Linked DNA regions of Mus musculus: regions 2, 3, 4, 5 and 6 are each linked to region 1. The links are chromatin contacts, called in public HiChIP or PLAC-seq and promoter capture Hi-C maps. All regions are on one chromosome and are shown on one strand. Each heading gives the region's core, a stretch centred on a gene start, on an enhancer-like site or on the middle of the called end of the contact. The rest is flanking DNA. Distances are from core to core; before and after follow the strand shown.

Evidence for each region. Promoter capture Hi-C pulls out the DNA fragments that hold promoters and counts their contacts. HiChIP or PLAC-seq counts read pairs in DNA pulled down with a chosen protein or histone mark.
Region 2: a promoter capture Hi-C map of hippocampal neurons shows a contact between it and region 1, with 2.3 times the contacts expected there. The contact joins the promoter of Kdm4a here to the promoter of Zfp691 in region 1. A contact is called at or near these places in 4 of 39 promoter capture datasets (the 3T3-L1 cell line, hippocampal neurons, pre-B cells and 1 more) and 1 of 115 datasets of contacts at active chromatin or transcription factors (astrocytes).
Region 3: a promoter capture Hi-C map of hippocampal neurons shows a contact between it and region 1, with 5 times the contacts expected there. The contact joins the promoter of Tie1 here to the promoter of Zfp691 in region 1. A contact is called at or near these places in 9 of 39 promoter capture datasets (the 3T3-L1 cell line, 3T3-L1-derived adipocytes, the HPC-7 cell line and 4 more).
Region 4: a contact with region 1 is called in an H3K27ac HiChIP or PLAC-seq map of extraembryonic endoderm stem cells, with 4 times the contacts expected there. The contact joins the promoter of Tmem125 here to the promoter of Zfp691 in region 1. A contact is called at or near these places in 4 of 39 promoter capture datasets (embryonic stem cells, hippocampal neurons, liver and 1 more), 2 of 115 datasets of contacts at active chromatin or transcription factors (embryonic stem cells and extraembryonic endoderm stem cells) and 1 of 9 other capture datasets (embryonic stem cells).
Region 5: a contact with region 1 is called in a promoter capture Hi-C map of epiblast stem cells, with 8 times the contacts expected there. The contact joins the enhancer-like site here to the promoter of Zfp691 in region 1. A contact is called at or near these places in 15 of 39 promoter capture datasets (the 3T3-L1 cell line, the C10 cell line, the HPC-7 cell line and 8 more), 4 of 15 datasets of contacts at CTCF or cohesin (the NIH/3T3 cell line, embryonic stem cells, large pre-B cells and 1 more), 5 of 484 Hi-C or Micro-C datasets (the HL-1 cell line, cerebral cortex, embryonic stem cells and 1 more), 7 of 115 datasets of contacts at active chromatin or transcription factors (embryonic forebrain, embryonic stem cells, large pre-B cells and 2 more) and 1 of 9 other capture datasets (embryonic stem cells).
Region 6: a promoter capture Hi-C map of the HPC-7 cell line shows a contact between it and region 1, with 2.7 times the contacts expected there. The contact joins the enhancer-like site here to the promoter of Zfp691 in region 1. A contact is called at or near these places in 8 of 39 promoter capture datasets (the 3T3-L1 cell line, the HPC-7 cell line, cranial neural crest and 4 more), 2 of 15 datasets of contacts at CTCF or cohesin (embryonic stem cells and stem cell-derived epiblast-like cells), 22 of 484 Hi-C or Micro-C datasets (CD4 T cells, the G1E-ER4 cell line, differentiating embryonic stem cells and 2 more), 9 of 115 datasets of contacts at active chromatin or transcription factors (astrocytes, embryonic stem cells, fetal liver and 2 more) and 1 of 9 other capture datasets (macrophages).

What each region holds. Positions count from the first base shown.
Region 1 is chr4:119,172,745-119,175,540 of GRCm38.p6, forward strand. Zfp691 (zinc finger protein 691) reads right to left here and starts at 1,451. Exons shown (of 2, transcript NM_001145936.1): 1 at 1,394-1,451. It overlaps Ermap (erythroblast membrane-associated protein), which reads right to left. Exons shown (of 13, transcript NM_013848.3): 13 at 2,713-2,796.
Region 2 is chr4:118,178,630-118,181,425 of GRCm38.p6, forward strand. Kdm4a (lysine (K)-specific demethylase 4A) reads right to left here and starts at 1,414. Exons shown (of 22, transcript NM_001161823.1): 1 at 1,264-1,414.
Region 3 is chr4:118,488,512-118,491,307 of GRCm38.p6, forward strand. It overlaps Tie1 (tyrosine kinase with immunoglobulin-like and EGF-like domains 1), which reads right to left and starts at 1,338. Exons shown (of 23, transcript NM_011587.2): 1 at 1,137-1,338. The coding sequence starts at 1,194. It also overlaps the pseudogene Gm12859.
Region 4 is chr4:118,542,291-118,545,086 of GRCm38.p6, forward strand. It overlaps Tmem125 (transmembrane protein 125), which reads right to left and starts at 1,436. Exons shown (of 4, transcript NM_172383.3): 1 at 1,310-1,436; 2 at 1,066-1,209; 3 at 311-470; 4 at 1-81.
Region 5 is chr4:118,586,235-118,589,030 of GRCm38.p6, forward strand. Cfap57 (cilia and flagella associated protein 57) reads right to left here. Exons shown (of 23, transcript NM_026789.5): 12 at 2,742-2,796. Among named protein-coding and RNA genes, the nearest start is that of Cfap57, 33 kb to the right of the region's middle. Within about 2 kb of position 1,372, at least 12 of the 459 cell types and tissues checked have an H3K27ac peak or open chromatin away from gene starts, as enhancers often do. A contact at or near this core is called in epiblast stem cells, where this site is marked.
Region 6 is chr4:118,602,894-118,605,689 of GRCm38.p6, forward strand. The region is part of intron 6 of Cfap57 (cilia and flagella associated protein 57); the gene reads right to left. Among named protein-coding and RNA genes, the nearest start is that of Cfap57, 16 kb to the right of the region's middle. Within about 2 kb of position 1,363, at least 3 of the 459 cell types and tissues checked have an H3K27ac peak or open chromatin away from gene starts, as enhancers often do. A contact at or near this core is called in the HPC-7 cell line, where this site is marked.

The DNA.
Region 1 (2,796 bases), core at 201-2,700:
AAAAAAAATGACTCGGTAGGTAAAGACACTACCGACCAAGTTGAACATAATATGCAAGGTTAAGTTCCAGGGAACAGGCAGTACATACACCCATTCTTTCTGGCCAGCACTGCATATGGCATATTACACAGTAGCCCATAACAGCTCATATTTTTTAAAGGTCCTACAGAGCACTCGACCTAGGGCTAAGCGGTCCAATGCACCATCTCAATTCATTTTTACAGCACCTCTGCCTCCCGAGTGCTGGGGTTGAAGGCATGAGCCGCTACATCTAGCTCAACTATTAATTTCTCATACTTACTTTAGAAATGATGAAACTGAAACTCTGAGAAATCAAGTCACGTGCCTAAGAGCACACAGTAGGTGGCAAAACTGAAGCCCAAGTTGATTCCTCCAAAGCTGAGGTTTTTAACCATTCCACCAGGACTGGAGGTAGAGACGGTGCTACGGCACTTAGGAAATGAGAAGGCACCTCTCTGAAGAGGGCAGGGAGGGAGCTTCACTGAAGAGGTGAAATTTAAACTATGACTTGCAAAATAGACAGATGAGCAGGACCAAGGCTGGCAGAGACGGAGAGTCCATCCCTGACTGAAAAGGCAGTGTGGAAATAACACAAAGTCACCTTGCATTACAAAGATCGGAGGGAGAAGAGACCTAGTGCATGTGGGGTTTTCTTCCTCGGAGCTCAGCAGCACAGAGTCGCCAGCAAGAGTGCGGAGGAGGGATGAGTTCTAAGAACAAGGCAAGAAGATGAGGCTTGGTGATCACAGACGATGAAGGACAAGAGCCTGGATTAGAAGGAAGAGACCAAGCTGGGGTCCGAAAGATTAAAGTTCTAGATCCGGGTTCGAGTCAAGGGTACCGGGAGTAACTTGGAAGGACCGGGGACAGAGTGTGAAAAATTAAGGAAGCACTCACCGGAGCTACATAGCGATTCAGAGACGGATCATCAAAGGAGCCAAAGAATCTGAGGTGGCCTGGGAGAGGGGACAAAGGCTGCAGCAGTGTCCAAAGAGCCTAGTTAAGTGGGGAAGGAGGATAAAGCTGGAGGAGTCAGCTGGGAAAGCTGAAGGACGAGAGTTGGGTTCAGAGATGTCCATGAGGTTGGGACTGGAGCTGGAAGAGTACAAGGGGCGACTCTAAAGACACGGTGTGTGGGAGGGGCATGGAGTGGTCCAAGGCCAACAGTAAGGCAGGGAGGGTAGTAAGACTGGGTCATCCGAGGACTGGGGACGTGATCGCAGCGGAGGGACACACGGTACCCGGCGGCCTTTGGGACTCGCAAAACAGCAACTTCCCAAACATCAGCCTTCAAGGCCTTCGCAAGAGCGAAGGGGCCAGGCTCGAAGCGCCCCGTGCCTCGCGTTCGCCTCCCCCATAACCCCCACGTCACCTCTACACAGCCGCGACCCACTTCACTCCCGCGGCTCGGTCAGGGACAGCGGCGCCTCGGTGGGCGGGGGAAGGAGCCGGAGCCGGAACCCAGAGAGGATCCGCCTTCACAGCGTTCGGATTGGATCCTGGGAACGTTCTTCCTCTCTATTGGCTATACTAACTGTCACACTGCACAAGACCTAGTAGGACGGCCAATAAACATTGGTTTAGTGCGCGGCATGCTGGGAGTTGTAGTTCGGAGGTTTGCTTCGCTGAAAACATTTGCCCAGTTCAGAACTCAGCGGTGAAGCTGTCATCACTTCTAAGGTCATCAGGTTTCTTTTCTTTTTGTCTTTTGAAGCGGTGGCCCTCGATAGAAACCTCGCAGTTCATTTAAAGTTTATAGTTTAAAATTAAAAGGACATGTACCAGGAAAGGAATTTAAAAATAAAGTAGTTCGATCTCTTTGTCCGAGAAGCTAAGTGTCCTCTCCCAAGGAATGACCTCCAGCCAGGTCGGCCAGTGGCCCAACGTAGGTTTTGGTTTTTTTTTTCTGTGTCCTATGTGATCCTGTTAACCCAAAAGTCTCGCATCAATCTGGATATAATAGACCAGTAAGTTATCCAGAGATGGTTTTTGTTTGGTTGGCTGGTTGTTGTTTTTCCCAGATTTTATTTTGAAGAACAATAAAGATTAAGAACTTGAAAGATAAAGAGGATAAAGAAAGTTGATGTGTAAGCTAACTACGAGCTTTTCCTGTTTGTGTGGTCTTTCAATGGTTGTCTTTGTAGCTGGTAAAGCTTTAGAGCTAGTGATGACCCGGTGATTAAGAACACTTACAGCTCTTTCAGGGGACCTGGATTCCCAGCGCCCACATCAGGTAGTTTATAACCACCTGTAACTCCAGATCCAAGGGATCCAATGCCCAATTCTGGACAATTTGAGAACCTGCACACAAGAACACACACTCACACACACACACACACACACACACACACAAAATCAGGAAAGAAAAAAGAGAGGGTCAAGTTTTATAATCCCACCTCTCTCCTCTATAAAATTCCTAGCACAACTATTGTAAGGATATAAGGACTGAGTGGATAGACAGACAGTCAGACAAATAGGCAGACACACAGACAAACATTTCCTGCTTCTACAAATAGCTCTATTCTCTATTGGTAAATTCTCTCAATAGGTAAGACTAGCATGAGTTAGTTAGCCAATAGGATTGGCTACTCAAGCAATTATGTTTGGAGCTGAGGATGTGTGTGACGTGTAAGTATCTATTACACACTATTAGTTTATAAATTGATAAAAATAAAACATCAAAAGTCAGACTCAGGAGTAAAACTGGGTTTATTATGAATGATGTCTAAAGTTTGCTTGAATTGTGGCTGAGCTATTCAGAAACCAACCCCGTAA
Region 2 (2,796 bases), core at 164-2,663, 990 kb before region 1:
AACCTAGCATGGGTTTTGGGAAGCAGCATGGAGGCAAACTCCAGGGCATTAAACAGAAACCCTGTCATGGTAACTCTTGGGTTTCCATTCCACTCCAAGGGAGGGATTTCTGGCTAGGCATTTTTCATTAACTTTGCATAAAAGATATACTGTTATCCCTGCTTTACATACCAGGAAATGTATCCAAAGTGCCCCCTCTAAAGCATCTTCTACCACTTTCTGCTACCTCAGCTCTAATACTTACATGAACTAAGACTTCTCTGAAAGTGTGGAGGAACTTGAAGCCTATTCAATTTAGGAGACTTTTCCTTTTAAAAGGAAATTTTCAATATATTCTACTTTTGAAATTTTTACAAAAAGGTATCATAAATATCAGACTGGGGCTCCTCCCCTGGGCTTCAAAGGTGGTCACAATGTTGCTTCATCTGCCTCTAGCTCTGTTTATCTTTGTGTGTCCAGAAGCTAGAACAATGCTCGCCACAAAGTAGGCACTCAGTAACTGCTGAATAACTCATATCCTCTGCTCACTTTAGCGGATCATCCCATTACTTTAACTCTAGGGTTCCATTCCCGCGATCTATTCCCTTGGGGAAATCTGGTCTGGGGCACCTTCCCGTCCGCCTTCAGCAACAAAGCAAAGAGTACCGGGAGCTAAACCTTCGGCTCTAGAGTGAAAACTCTGAATACCGGTCTGATCTCTGTCACTTTTTAACACCTTGGCTGTGTGAATGGACTGGATGAGTCTCAGTTTCTCCACCTGCAAAATGGGGACCCCAAACCCCTGCCTTGATGGATCGTATGATTAACTTAGATGATGCAAGCGAGCCCTAAACGCTAGGCCCGGTAAGCACTCCATAAAGGCAGCTGTTGCTAACAGTGACCTGAAACTCCCGCACTCTCCGCCCCCGCAGCCACCCCCGCGGCATCCCTCCAAAGGCAGCCCGGTTCCCAGTGTCCCCACACACCACTTACAGACACTGCCCCTCCCGGCCCCACCGCCTAGGCGAGGGAGGCCCGGCCGCAGGAAGAAGAAAATAAGGCCCAGTGGGCCCGCCCCCCTCTCCCGACGCCCATTGGCCACTAGAGATTGGAAAGAACCAATCGCAAAACTTATTTTAGAAGCTCCTTTCTCTATTGCTCAAACCCCATGTCGATCACAGAGCACAGAAAGACCCACCTCACCACCCTCCCCCACTGGAGCTCACGGCCAAGGGTTTTGGCAGCATCAACCCCTTGGGGAATCCAAAACCCGATGGCTCTCACCTGGAGCCTAAAGCCCTAGCAGGGCTCAGGCCCGATTGCTGTTGTCGCCACTCGCCGATCCCACTGTCTTTCTTGAGGGCGAAAGACAGAGCTCCGCCTCCTTTAAAGTCTGACTCTGCGCAGCCTCACAGAGCCCATAGTCAACCAACCCAAGAATGGCTTTAGGTCCTCAGCTAACCAATGAACACTCACTACACCGACTCGGCGTCTGGAACTACGAGTCCGCTTAGCCTATGAGCGTCGTCTCGAGCTGTTGCCAGGAGAAAACGCTGAGCCTCCGGGGACTGGGGCCACTGAGCATCAGGGCTGGATCCAGAGTTAGCCTATCAGAGGCTGACTCAGATCTCCATAGTTAAGCTGGGTAGAAAGAAGCGAATACCCTGAAATGGGCTAGCCGGTTATGGGGAAGGGCGAGCAGGTGGTTATAGGATGTTTCTAGCGAAAGGATAAGCCTAATTTTCTTGGAGTAACTCCTTTGCCTAAGATATAAAGGCGATGGAAGACCTCCGGGAAAGTTTCTAAAGTCAAGGAGTTCAGAGAACGTGACCAGCATGTCCAAGTTTGCCCAGTACTCTCAGTTTGACTCTCTTCTCTAAGAAGCCCCTCGCCTGCTGGCAAGGCGGGTTAGGTAAAGATCTGCTCCAGGAGAAGGAGCCCTGGGGGGTCATTAGGACAGATCCTGAAGGAAGATATCCCTGAGGCTTTTTAAAAGCGGCTCCCCTTGAGCGAAAATTTGGGGTCATTAGCAGCTCTTGGAGCGAACAGGGTGATTCTAAGAATCATTAAAGGCACTTCAGGGGGCCGAACAGGATCCCTAGAAGTCATTAGGAGCAGTTCCTGAGAGGCTGTGAGCAGCCTTAAGGAGTTCCCAGATTGTCAAGGACGATGAAGAAAGAGAGGTTAACACCCTTATAAGTCAAATAAGGAGGAGAACTCACTAGGGCATAAAACATGAGCAAAATTCCCGATAGCACCGGGAAGAAGAGTTGTATTGTGTTTGAACTGCTTTCAAAACCAACCCTTCGGTACAGAGAGATGACTGAGAGGAAAGGCACAAGTCTTATGATCTGAGGTAAGCTGTTGAAGGAGAGAATCAATACAAGTTCACAAGATGTCCTCTGACTTTAGTGGATTGCAGTGTCACCGCCGCCACAAACACACTAAATAAATAGGTTAAAAAAAAAAAAAGTAAGCTGGGCGGTGGTGGCACATGCCTTTAATCCTAGCACTTGGGAGGCAGAGGCAGGCAGATTTCTGAGTTTGAGGCCAGCCTGGTCTACAAAGTGAGTTCCAGGACAGCCAGAGCTATACAGAGAAACCCGGTCTCAAAAAATACCAAAAAAAAAAAAAAAAAAAAGTTTTTAAACAACTTCTCGTCCATGCCTGGATTTTTCAAGGGGAACAAATTCAGGAGAGTTGAGATGGATGGCAAGAGTTTACCAATGTTAACTAAAAGGAGATACTTCATAGAATGCTATGGGTTAAATATCTAGGCACATATCTGATGAAAAGGGTGCTTTAAAAAAAATGAGA
Region 3 (2,796 bases), core at 88-2,587, 680 kb before region 1:
TCTGGTCCTGTGGCAGAGTAAGCTGACTCTCTTCTCAGTGCTTCTCAAAAGCTCTTGATGTCTGCTTCTGTCTGGCCCTCATTCCTGGCCTGTGTTTCCCACCAGACAGAACCACTCAAAGGCAGCCTCTGACTTCTAGTTCTCTGGTCAGCAGACTGAAAGGACCTGCCACCAGCATTCAGAAGCTTCTCCATGCCCTCTGTACACACAGCTCCATTTAAACAACAAACGTATCAACCTTTGGGAGCCCAGCATCATTTAGTTGTCATATGATAGGTTTAGGTGTTGCCATATTCTCAACTAATGGAACATCATTGGTGCTAAATAAATTTTATTATTATTATTATTGTTATTATTTTGAGACTGGGTCTCTCTATGTAGTTCTGGCTGTCCTGGGACTTGCTATGTAGACCAGGCTGGCTTCGAACCTCAGAGATCTACCTGCTTTTGCCTCCTGAGTACTGGAGTTAAAGCCACCATGCTTGTCTGTCCAATGAATTATTGATTAAGCCCAACACAGTTACTCGTGAGGTCCAAGTTGATGGCTGACTTCTGCCCCTACTCACCTCTCCCCCCTCCAGGCAGTGATTCCTAGCACCTGCCTGAGTTTTCCCCACCCTGACCTCATTCTTGGTGGATCAAAATCGTCATGACGCTATGACGACGACGATGATGATGATGATGTCAGTTTCTGCTTGTCCCTGCAATTTTTAAGTTGTGTTAAAATACACATACCCTAGAATCTACCGTTAGAACCACTTGTAAACAGTCAATTCAGTGTTAATAAATGCATTCATAACCTCATGTGAACATCACCACCCATTTCCACAGCTCTTGTTTTTGTTTTTGACGTAAGGTCTCCATAAGTCTTTATGGGGCTAACATGGAGTCCTCTGTGTAGTCTAGGCTGGCCTTCCAAGTGCTGGGATTAAAGAAGTCCACCACCACACCCTAACTGAAATGCTACACTCATTAAACAATAACTCTCTATTTCCCTTCCCCCAACCCATGCTCACCACCATATTGTGAGGTCTATTGCTAGGCTAGGCTAGGGTTTCTTGGGGGTCGGGGGCTGGAATTAAGGCCTTGAAATCAAGAGTCAGGGAGGAGCTCTGCTCACTCCAGGGAAGACTTACCAACATGAGAGGCCAAGAAAAGAGTGGGGAGCAGCAAAGAGGATCCCCACCAGACCATACTCTGGAAGCTGCCCTGGGCCAGCCAAGGCCAGCTGGGCCCGGGGTCAGTTGCTGTGGGTCTGAGTGTTCAGCCTGTCCAGCTCAGTGCACCTCGGTGCTGGGGAGGAAGAGGAAATGATGGTTAGGGTAGGAGGGGTGGCAGGGAGAGAGGGTGGGAAGAGTTGTCGCCTGTAGTCCTCCCGTGTCCAGCCCCCACAAGCCCGGGATGGGTGTGGCCTGGAAGTCTCTGGAAGGGGGGGCATTAGAGGTGGGAGGCAGGTTGTGACAAGGACAGATCTGGGGATGGTTGGGCTCTCTCTCCCATCCCTTCGGTCCCTTCCATCTGCATTGCTGGAGCACGGGAGACAGGAAAGGGAGGAAGCCAGTGGCTTCCGCCTATTGAGAAGGTTTGGAGGCAGGACATTGTTCTGGGGTCTCCCCTCCTCCCAGCACACACACGCTGGGAGGAGGGGAGACACACACACACACACACACACAAATACAAAATGAGGCTCACGTGACTCTTTTTTTTTTCAAAAGTAAACAAGAAACGGTCTCTGTAAGGTTTTAATGCTCAGTTTTCACAAACACAAGTTTCTACCCAATTTTACAACACACGATAAAATGTCCTAGTCTGTAGACTGTGCATTAAGTGTTCACTTCGGTAGCACACACACTAGAATTTGCATTATTCAACTCTTCCTCATATTCTTTTCCAATCTTTTAAAATCACCAGGAGTTTCTACCTAAGTAATATTCTACTGTATTTACATTTGAGTTGCATGTCTTCCGAGATCGGGCGCGTTCAGAGTGGTATAGCCGTAGACGAGTTGCATGTCTTAAGAACAAACGGAAATCCATGATATTTTGGTTAACTCAGTGTATTTACAAAATGAAAAGCTCTATCAAAATACTTTTCACTGGAAAAATAAATAGAACAGGCATTGGATCTACCAAAGTTCATATTCACTTTGGCCGATGTCAGTGTGGGACAGTTCATGACAGCACAATTTACCCTGATTTCCCCAGAGCTGACCAGCTTCCAAGCTAACTGTTAAATTATTTTACTGAGATTTTATTATGTTGTTATCTGGTTCATTCCAGATCATTGTCAGCCAGGCTCTGAGCACTTACAGTTCTCTGACTAACGGTCGGAAGCTTGGTCAGGAGCATCTGGAACACTGGTGGTGGAAGAGTCTGCTGGAACACTTGCAGCAGCTGCGGAGGCAGCAATGGCATTTGTCAGGTGGTCCACACCCTTCTCGTAGTCACCTTGTGCTAATAACCCTTCACCAAGCTGTGTCTCTTCAAGGAAGAATTTCTGAACTGCTTCAGCGTCTTTTAAATCAGGAAACTTGGTGTATTAGTCAGGGTTCTCTAGAGTCACAGAACTTACGGACAGTCTCTAGATAGTAAAGGAATTTATTGATGACTTACAGTTGGCAGCCCAATTCCCAACAATGATTCAGTCGCAGCTGTGAATGGAAGTCCAAGGATCTAGCAGTTACTCAGTCTCACGCAGCAAGCAGGCAAAGGAACAAGAGCAAGAGCTAGACTCCCTTCTTCCAATGTCCTTATATTGTCTCCAGCAAAAGGTGTAGCCCGGATTAAAGGTGTGTTC
Region 4 (2,796 bases), core at 186-2,685, 630 kb before region 1:
CGTGACCCTGTGTCCCCATCACCTGGTTGCCAGCGAGAAGCCCAGTCTCCTCTTCTTAGTCCAGGCTATGGTTACCCTCACCTGCAGGACAGGATCACAAGTTATTTCCCACCCATCTGGCCCTATAGCCTCATCTGGGAGTCTCAGGGAAGGGCCCCAAGAATCTTCCCCGGGGTCCTCAGGACCTATTCCCAAGAGCTACAACCCTAGCACTGCACCTTGCCAAAGCACCTCCCCTGACCCCAACAGAGTTCCCTCCACCACAGAGCTCCCCTTCCCCTTCAGAGAATCCCCTTGCCCAGCTCCTGACCTCTCACACAGGCTGTCTCGGTGGCCTGTTCCATCCAGGCTGTCGGAGGAAGCTGGTGGTGCCACAGTGGATGACAGGACAAACTGTCAGAGATAATGCCTCATTCAGGATCAGACTCACATGGCCTCAGCTGTCACTGCTGGGTCCTGGGTGGGGGAAGCTATGGGAAAGGGAGGCTGGTGACTTAACCCTTCTGGAACCAGCAGGCTGAGCCTGACCCTTCTCTCATAGGGCTGTACCCTTCCTTCTCTGTGGGTCAGGATCTGACCCCTAACACCGTTCTTCCTCTAGTTCCACCCTATCTCCGTCAGGCAAAAGAAGACGCATGCTCCAAGTCTCTCCTTCCAGTGCTGGTCGTCTCTGATGCAACAGGGCCCAACCCAAATTCCTCATCTTACCCTGAACCTGTTCCTCCTGTGTTCCTTTCTCAAGATGCTGTTACCACCCACCCTCCCTCTCGGCCCACTCCGGGGGCTCCTCAGCGCCTTCTGCTTTTGCCAATCCATGGCCCCAGGGGCTGTCTCTTGCCTCTAAACATATCTCTATCCAGTCCTGTTCTCGGCGCTCATCCAGAACCTGCCTGCTCCCCACGGGTCCATCCCCTGCTAAACGGCTCCACGTGTTCTCTAAGGCAGCAAAAGGAGGACTCAGGATTTGAACCGCAGCCTAGTCCTTCCCATCGTGGGAATGTGGGGAGGGATCTAACAGTGTTACTCATTTAACCTGTTCCCTACAAGACAGGCGGCATGACTCACATCAGGTAAAAATAAAGCTAGCACTGCCGGCAAGGAACCCAACTTCCGGCAGCAGGAGAGACCGATCCTGTAGGTGTCAGCTGCGAGTCCAGGAGGGACGGGAGTGGGGCAGGGAAGCCCCAGCTCACCTCTTAGAGGCTTTTTCTGAAAAGTGAGGACAGAGAAGTTAATTCTGAGGAGTGGGAGAAGTCATCTAACATACTCCTTTTAGACTTCCCACGGGGCAAAGGAGCTCAAAACATACTTTTTTGAGCCAGAGAGACTCGGGGTGAATCAGAACCCACATGGACCACACTGCCGAGACCACGTTTTTACTCCAACGAGACAGAGTAGGGGACCGCTCTGCCCTTTGCAGAGAGGTTGCCTGGCACGCAAGGTGGGTGGGGTAAATGCCCACGCCCCAAGGGTGGTTGGGGGAGGGACCGTGGGCGGAGTCTGTCCCAGCATTCCTCAGGACTGTGGCTTGCTCATCTGAAGGTGCTGACACCGTCTATTGGGGAACGACCCCAGCGTGGGTGGAGGTTCCCGGTAGTAGAACCCGTGAAAAAGGTGGGGGTGGGGCGTATGGGGCACTCACGGGACGCCTGGCTGTGCTGAATCCGATTTGAGCAGGCAGGACCCAGCAGGTTGGGCGCTCTAGGTCTGTTTCCGGGGAGACGCTTCACCTGCCTAACCTGCACCCAGGTGAGCTGGAAGGAGGGGGGGATTAACAGGTGCTGTTTCCAGGGCAGGGCCTGAGCCAATTGGCTGACGTGGCCCTGCGACTTCAGTGGGGCTGAGACATTCCTGGGAAGGGAGGGGCTTCTGTCCGCTGCTGGTAGGTCTGAAACACAATATGCAGATTGGGTCAGCAGGAGGAAAGAATGCTGGCCCTCTGCCCCAGTCTGAGCCCTAGCCCACCCCACAACTCCAACTTAATTTTACCTTCAGCCCCTCCCCGAAGATCTACAGCCAGGCCTGCAATCTTTGCACCCTGAGAGGCTGAGGCAGGAGGAGAGCCAGTAGGAGGTTCCAACTGGCCTGAAACCTCCTCATTCCAGCTGATTCTGGACTTTAGTTCTGAATCCCACTGTATCCTCAGCCCCAGCGTCCAGCATCAGCGATACCCCAAACCTAGCTCCAGCTCTGTCTTAGGCTTTCCCCCAATAAGCCCTTTGTTTATTTTCCTTGAGGCCTCAAGTGAGTGGCAGGATTAGCCTGCCCCATGAGTGGGTAGAGGCCTTTCAGGTAGACAGCTGGAGCTGGACAGTTGGATAAGTTTCACAACTCTTGACAAGGCAAAAGAAGCCCTTGCCCTTCAGCTGGACTGTCCCCCACCTACCTCCGGCCTCTCTCTGGCCGAGTCTGGCCAACTTGAATCATTGAGCTGAAATGCCTTGGCTGATCTGGCTGATCCGACTGCACTCACGACCCGTGTTTCTTCCATATTCATTCGCAACAGATCTTTAGTTAGTTAGCTTTCACCCCTGACCCAGAGGTGTATCCCCAGCCACTGCAGGGATAAGTACTAGTTTACTAACCACCATGACCTCAGCAGCCAGCGGTAGCCTGTACGCGTAGGGTAATCGATAAATGTTTGTTGAGTGGCTGGCTAAATAAAAGTGTGAACTGACTGACGGTGTGACTATTTTGACCTTTGAGCTTTTGGGATGAAACCAGAAGGACAAGTTGGGCCCAGGCTGTGTGGTCCTGGAGGGCCTCAGGGATGCATTTGGACAATGCTGGGTGTCC
Region 5 (2,796 bases), core at 122-2,621, 590 kb before region 1:
CTCCCCCCGGTGACTGGCTGATCCTGGGTTGGAGTTTATCTGTCTGGCTTCACTGCGCAGTCTGCAGAGCCTCTCGCAGATGAAAGGGACACTGTAGGTGCTGCTAGGTGTTCTGCAGGTGAATATGCGGCCCCATGGCCTGTGTTGGACCAGGGAGATATTTACTGTTGCAAGTGGTCCAGTTTTGGATGTGGGACATTCAAGGTGCTTGCTTGTTCATTGGCCTTCTGTATTCTGTCGCTACGTTGCTGCAGAGAATCTTTCCATGGTAGGAATCTGTCGTGATACTTTCTAACTTAAGGTCTGTCTGCCTGTGCTCCTTCCAAACCACTTCCAAGCCCTCTGTGGTCTCGGATTTTCTCCAGCTCTCTTCTCCGCAACAGATTCTACTTACAGATGCTAGGCCCATCTTCCTGGAGGACCCCGCCCCCCTTTTCCCCCTGCACACACTGCTGGCTGGATATGGAAGGCCGTTGGTTCTGGTAGTGCTGTGCAGAGCTTGCTTTGTCCGATACATCCTGGCCTGGGGTGGTGTCCTCCTCCTGTGTTCCCATGGCAGTGTTCTCTTGGAACACCACCTCAGCTTGCATCCCTGTTTGCTTCCCCCTGGCTCTCCTCCCAGGCTACAGGCATGGGGACCCTTTTATCTCTGAAGCTCCAGTGTTGGTGGCCTGTCAGGCATTTGGAAGTCGCTTCTGTTGCCAGCACGTGGACTTGTATATCCAAATGACTGAGTGGACTTGTATATCCAAATGACTGAGTGGACTTGTATATCCAAATGACTGAGTGACTGAATAGACTTGTATATCCAAATGACTGAGTGGACTTGTATATCCAAATGACTGAGTGAGCGAGTAAGTTCCTGGCTGAGAGACAGTTACATGGAATATCAGGGTATAAAGAGACAGGGAGCTGGAACTGGGGAGAATGTGGAGTGTTACCCAAGGGAGGTAGAGAGAGGAGGCAGAGAGGGAGCTGGGGAGAGGTTTGCAGAGAATCATCCTGATGGTTGTGGGAGAGGGAGGGAGGCTCAGGAAGTGGGACACATACACACAGACTACACAGACACAGACACACACAGACACATACACACTATTTCCACTGTGGTAGTGGCAGTGCTGTCAGGCCTGGCTGTGGTCAGGGGTCAGGGGTCAGAGTCAGTGGAGACACTGTTAGACCTTGAGCTTATCCTTGCATCTCCTATTTGGCGCCTCTACCCTCTGGGAATAACAAGAAGAAAACAGGGGAGAGCAGCCATGTTTGCCACAGGGAGGCTCCTCCCTCCTCCTCCTTTGCCTTTCATAGAGAATGTTCCAGGGCTCTCTGGAAGGGCTGTCCAAGGAACACCAGGGCCCTCCATCCTGCTGTGCCTCTGCATGCTGTCCTGGCAGTTTTATTGTCTCTCCTCCCAGGGCTGTGAGCTTCCTGATCAGAGGCGTCAGGTCTGACTTTTCCAAACACTCACGCTGGGAGCCTAGCCAACTGCAGGGGGCTTGCTCAGCTACTCAGACTCTCATCCCAAGTGGCAGTGACTATGTAGCTCTGGGATTCTCTGAGAGCCAGACATTCAGTCATGAGCTGTGCCCGGGGCTTTGCACTCAGATTTCAGCCAAATATTTACTGTGTTGAACTTGCTGTATGCACAGGAGAGAGGTTGTCCTGGAATAGTGACCAAGAGCCGTCTCCAGATTCAATCTGGAATCTAATGATGGTTCAATATTCACCAGCACAGGGGGTTCCAGCATGAAAACTCTTTGACTGAGGTTGATCAATACCCCCTGAGCCATGGGGGAGAGCAACAGTGTCTTTTCCACAGAGGCATTCGGAGGTTTCAAGGAGAGATATTATGTCACTGGTACTGTGCCTGCTGCGTGGCAAACACTCTTTTCCTTCTTCCCTTCCTTTCCTTCTTTCTTATTCTGAGACAAGGTCTTACTCGGTAGTCCATGCTGTCTCAGACTCATGGTCCTCCTGTCTTGGCCACCTGTGTGCTGGGATTACAGATGTGAGCTGCTATGCCCCTTTGTGTGCATACACTTACAAATGTGAGTGCTGACGTTGTGTGTGTGTGTGTGTGTGTGTGTGTGTGTAGGTGTGGGGTCCAGAGATTGATGCTGGGTGTCTTCATCAGTTGCTCTAGACATTGTTTTCTGAGACAAGGCCTCTTGTTGGACCTGAGACTCATCAGCTCAGTCAGGTTGTCTTGCCAGTGAGCTCCAGGGTCCTCTGGTCTCTTCTACCCCTAGCACTGGGGTTTCGTACACAGACCTTTGCGCCCAGCTGGGTGCTGGGATCCAAACTCATGCCTGACTGATCCATCTCCTTATTCCCCATCCCACCCCAGTCACGTATTTGAAAATGAAGGCCCACTTGCACTGGAGATCATTACACTTGACAGATATGACCTGGGCATGTGGTTTGCCAGTTTAATCTTATGAATGTGTACTGCTTATCTTTAAAGTCCCTAGCCCTGGTTTCTGCTCTTACACTGTAGGAATGGTGGATCACAGGACTGGCACACAGGATGATCATGGGGCAGAGAGACAGGCAGTGTGAGGGTGGAGGCCGTCAGGTGGCAGCAAGCAGGACAGCTTGTTGTTGTGAATGGAGTTGTGAAGGGAGCTGTGATAGTCTGTACCAAGGATGGGGATAGCCAGACCTTCCGAGGACCTTCGATCCTGAGCCCTGAGTGCAGTCTGCCAAGGAATTCTGCGTTCCTCCTCATTCTCCCCACTTCTTACCTTCTCTTCCATGTCTGTCTTAGTCACGAGCACCTCTTCAGCAAAGCCCACCTCC
Region 6 (2,796 bases), core at 113-2,612, 570 kb before region 1:
CCTATCAGGTATGTGGTCACACTGGCAAGCAACTAAAATACAGATGCCAGCCCAACGACACCAGTAATAGCAGTAAATGGGAGTGGCCGGTGAGCAAGACCCAGGCTAGGAGCATGCTCAGTGGTGGAGCATGTGTGAAGACCTGGGTCCAGTCCCTACCAGCTTCAAACCTAAACAGATGTAAAAGTCCTGATCTCGAGCTTTGTATGGGAAGTTGTGGAGAGCCTTGCCGTGAGCAATCGCCATTATAAGATGGCGCTGGCTTCCACTGCGCCTAACTAGTAAACAAGTCTTATGCGCAAGTGCAAGAGTGAATTCATGCCTAGTCACTGCCCATCTCAGGGCGTAGTAATGGGGTGATGGGTGAGCAACTAATCAGGTGCTGTCTCGCCACATCAGGTGCTGAAACGTCACGCTGCGGGCTATATAAGTAGCGCCATTTTCTGGGTTAGGGGTCTTCCTGAGAAGTAAGCAATAAAAGCTTTGCCGTAGAAGGATCCGGTTGTCCAAGTGAATTCTTGCCGGCGAGATACTAGCTCGAGCGAGAGGAAGTATATTTTAGAATGAAAGCGCAAAGGTATTGGAAAGGATTTAAAAAGATGAATCATGCAAACAGAAACCACGGGAATGCTGGACTCACCACAGTAATATCAGACAAAATAGATTTCAAAACAGAATACCAGTAGGCACAGCGCTGCATCTTATGACGATGAAAGGGTCAATCCATCAGGGAGGTGGCATGTTATAAACACATGCGTGTTTAACAGCACAGCACCAAGGCATGATGTAAAAAAACTTCCCTGGGGGTGGGGGTGGCAGAGGGGGCAGGCGACAGGTACTTCAACTCCAAGAGCTGAAGATTTCAACAGCCTACTTCCCATACAGGTTAAGACAAACAGAAGGTAACAAGAAGTTGAAGACGTGAACATCGACAGATAGGCAGTCAGACAGACATACATCAGTTGAACATCCAACCCAGAAATAGCAGATTGATTAAGACTCCAGAAACAAACCCAGGTGCCGACGGAGTTTGCCCAAGGTGTTAAGACTTTAAGACCATCTAAACAGAGGCAGAATAGTCCTTTGACAAACAGTGCCAGTTTAATTGCACATCTACATGTGCAAGGATACAGCTTAGTCCTGTTTTAGGGTTTCTATTGCTGTGAGGAGATGCCACGACACAGAAACTCTTGTAAAGGAAAAGAACTTAATTGGGGCTGCCTTAGTTCAGAAGTTTACACTGACCTCATGACAGGAAGCTGGGCAGCATGCAGGCAGACACGGGGCTGGAGAGGTAGCTGAGCAGTCTACATCTGGATCGGCAGGCAGCAGGAAGAACGAGTGACACTGGGCCTGGCTTCTGGAAACCCAAGCCCACCCACAGTGACTCACTTCCTCCAATAAGGCCACACATACTCCACCAAGGCCACACCTCCTGATATAGTGCCATTCTCTGTGAGCCTTTGGGGGCCATTTTTATTTGAGCCACCCCAGGTCCCACACTCCATGTCACACACACAAACTCAAAATGGATCAGAAGAATTAAATCTAAGAGCTAATACTATAAAACTCTTAAGCACAGGGTTAAATTTTCATTGCCCGAAGCTGTGGTGATGGATCCTTAAACATATGCTAATAAGGACAACGTCTAGAAGAGAAGTAGAGCAGTTGGACTTCATCAGAATAGGAGCTCTTAGGAACTACCACGAAAGTGAGAGGATTCTAGATATGATGGTGCACACCAAAAACTTGGTGCACTTGGGAGGCTGAGGCATGGGTCCACAGTCATGTCTATGATGCACAACTTGTAGAGTCCAATAGTAAAAAGACAGCACAGGATTAAGAGATATATTGGATATAGATAGATCTGACTGGAATTTCTTCCAAGAAGATGGACAGATGGGGAAAAAGCACCTGAAGAGATGCTGGTATGATGGCCATCAGGGAAATATAAATTGAAACCATGATGGTGAGATACCACTGTGCAACTTCTGAGATGGCTGTAATCAAAAAGTCAGATCATCACAAGTGTCCGTAAGGATAAAGAGAAGCCTGAACCCTCACAATACCGCCTCTTGGAACTTAACCACTTTCTCAAATGCCCAACATGGAGTTACCAAGTGTGGTGGTTTGAAAGAAAATGGTCTCCATAGGCCTACTGGGAATGGCACTATTAGGGGGTGTGTCCTTGGAGTGAGTGGGTGTAGCCTTGTTGGAGGAGGTGTATGACTAAGGGGTGGGTTTTGAGGGCTCAGAAATTCAAATCAGTTCCCTTCCTGCTGTCTGTGGATCAAGATGTAGAACTCTCAGCTCCTTCTCCAGCACCATGTCTGCTGTACACTGCCATGCTTCCTGCCATGTTGATAATGGACTAAACCTCTGAACTGTAAGCCAGACCCTGTGAAATTCTTTCCTTTACTAGAGTTGCGGTATCTCTTCACAGCAATAAAACCCTAATGAAGACATCAGGTAACCCAGCATTTCCACTATTAGGAAGAGAGATAAAAATCTATGCCCAAACAAAAACTGGTATTGAAATGTTCACAGCAATTATATTCATAAAATAAAAAAAATAGAGATAACTTGAATGACCCAAATTGATTTACAGATAAACAAAATGTGGTATATTAGAACAATATACTGGAATATTATTTGGCCATGGAAAGGTTATGAAGTACTGATACATGCTAGAGAGTAGATGAGCCTTTATGATAGCTTGCTATATCAAAGAAGCCAGTCATCAAAGTCCACATATATAAAGTACCCAGAAAAAGCAAATCTATAATCTATGAAATA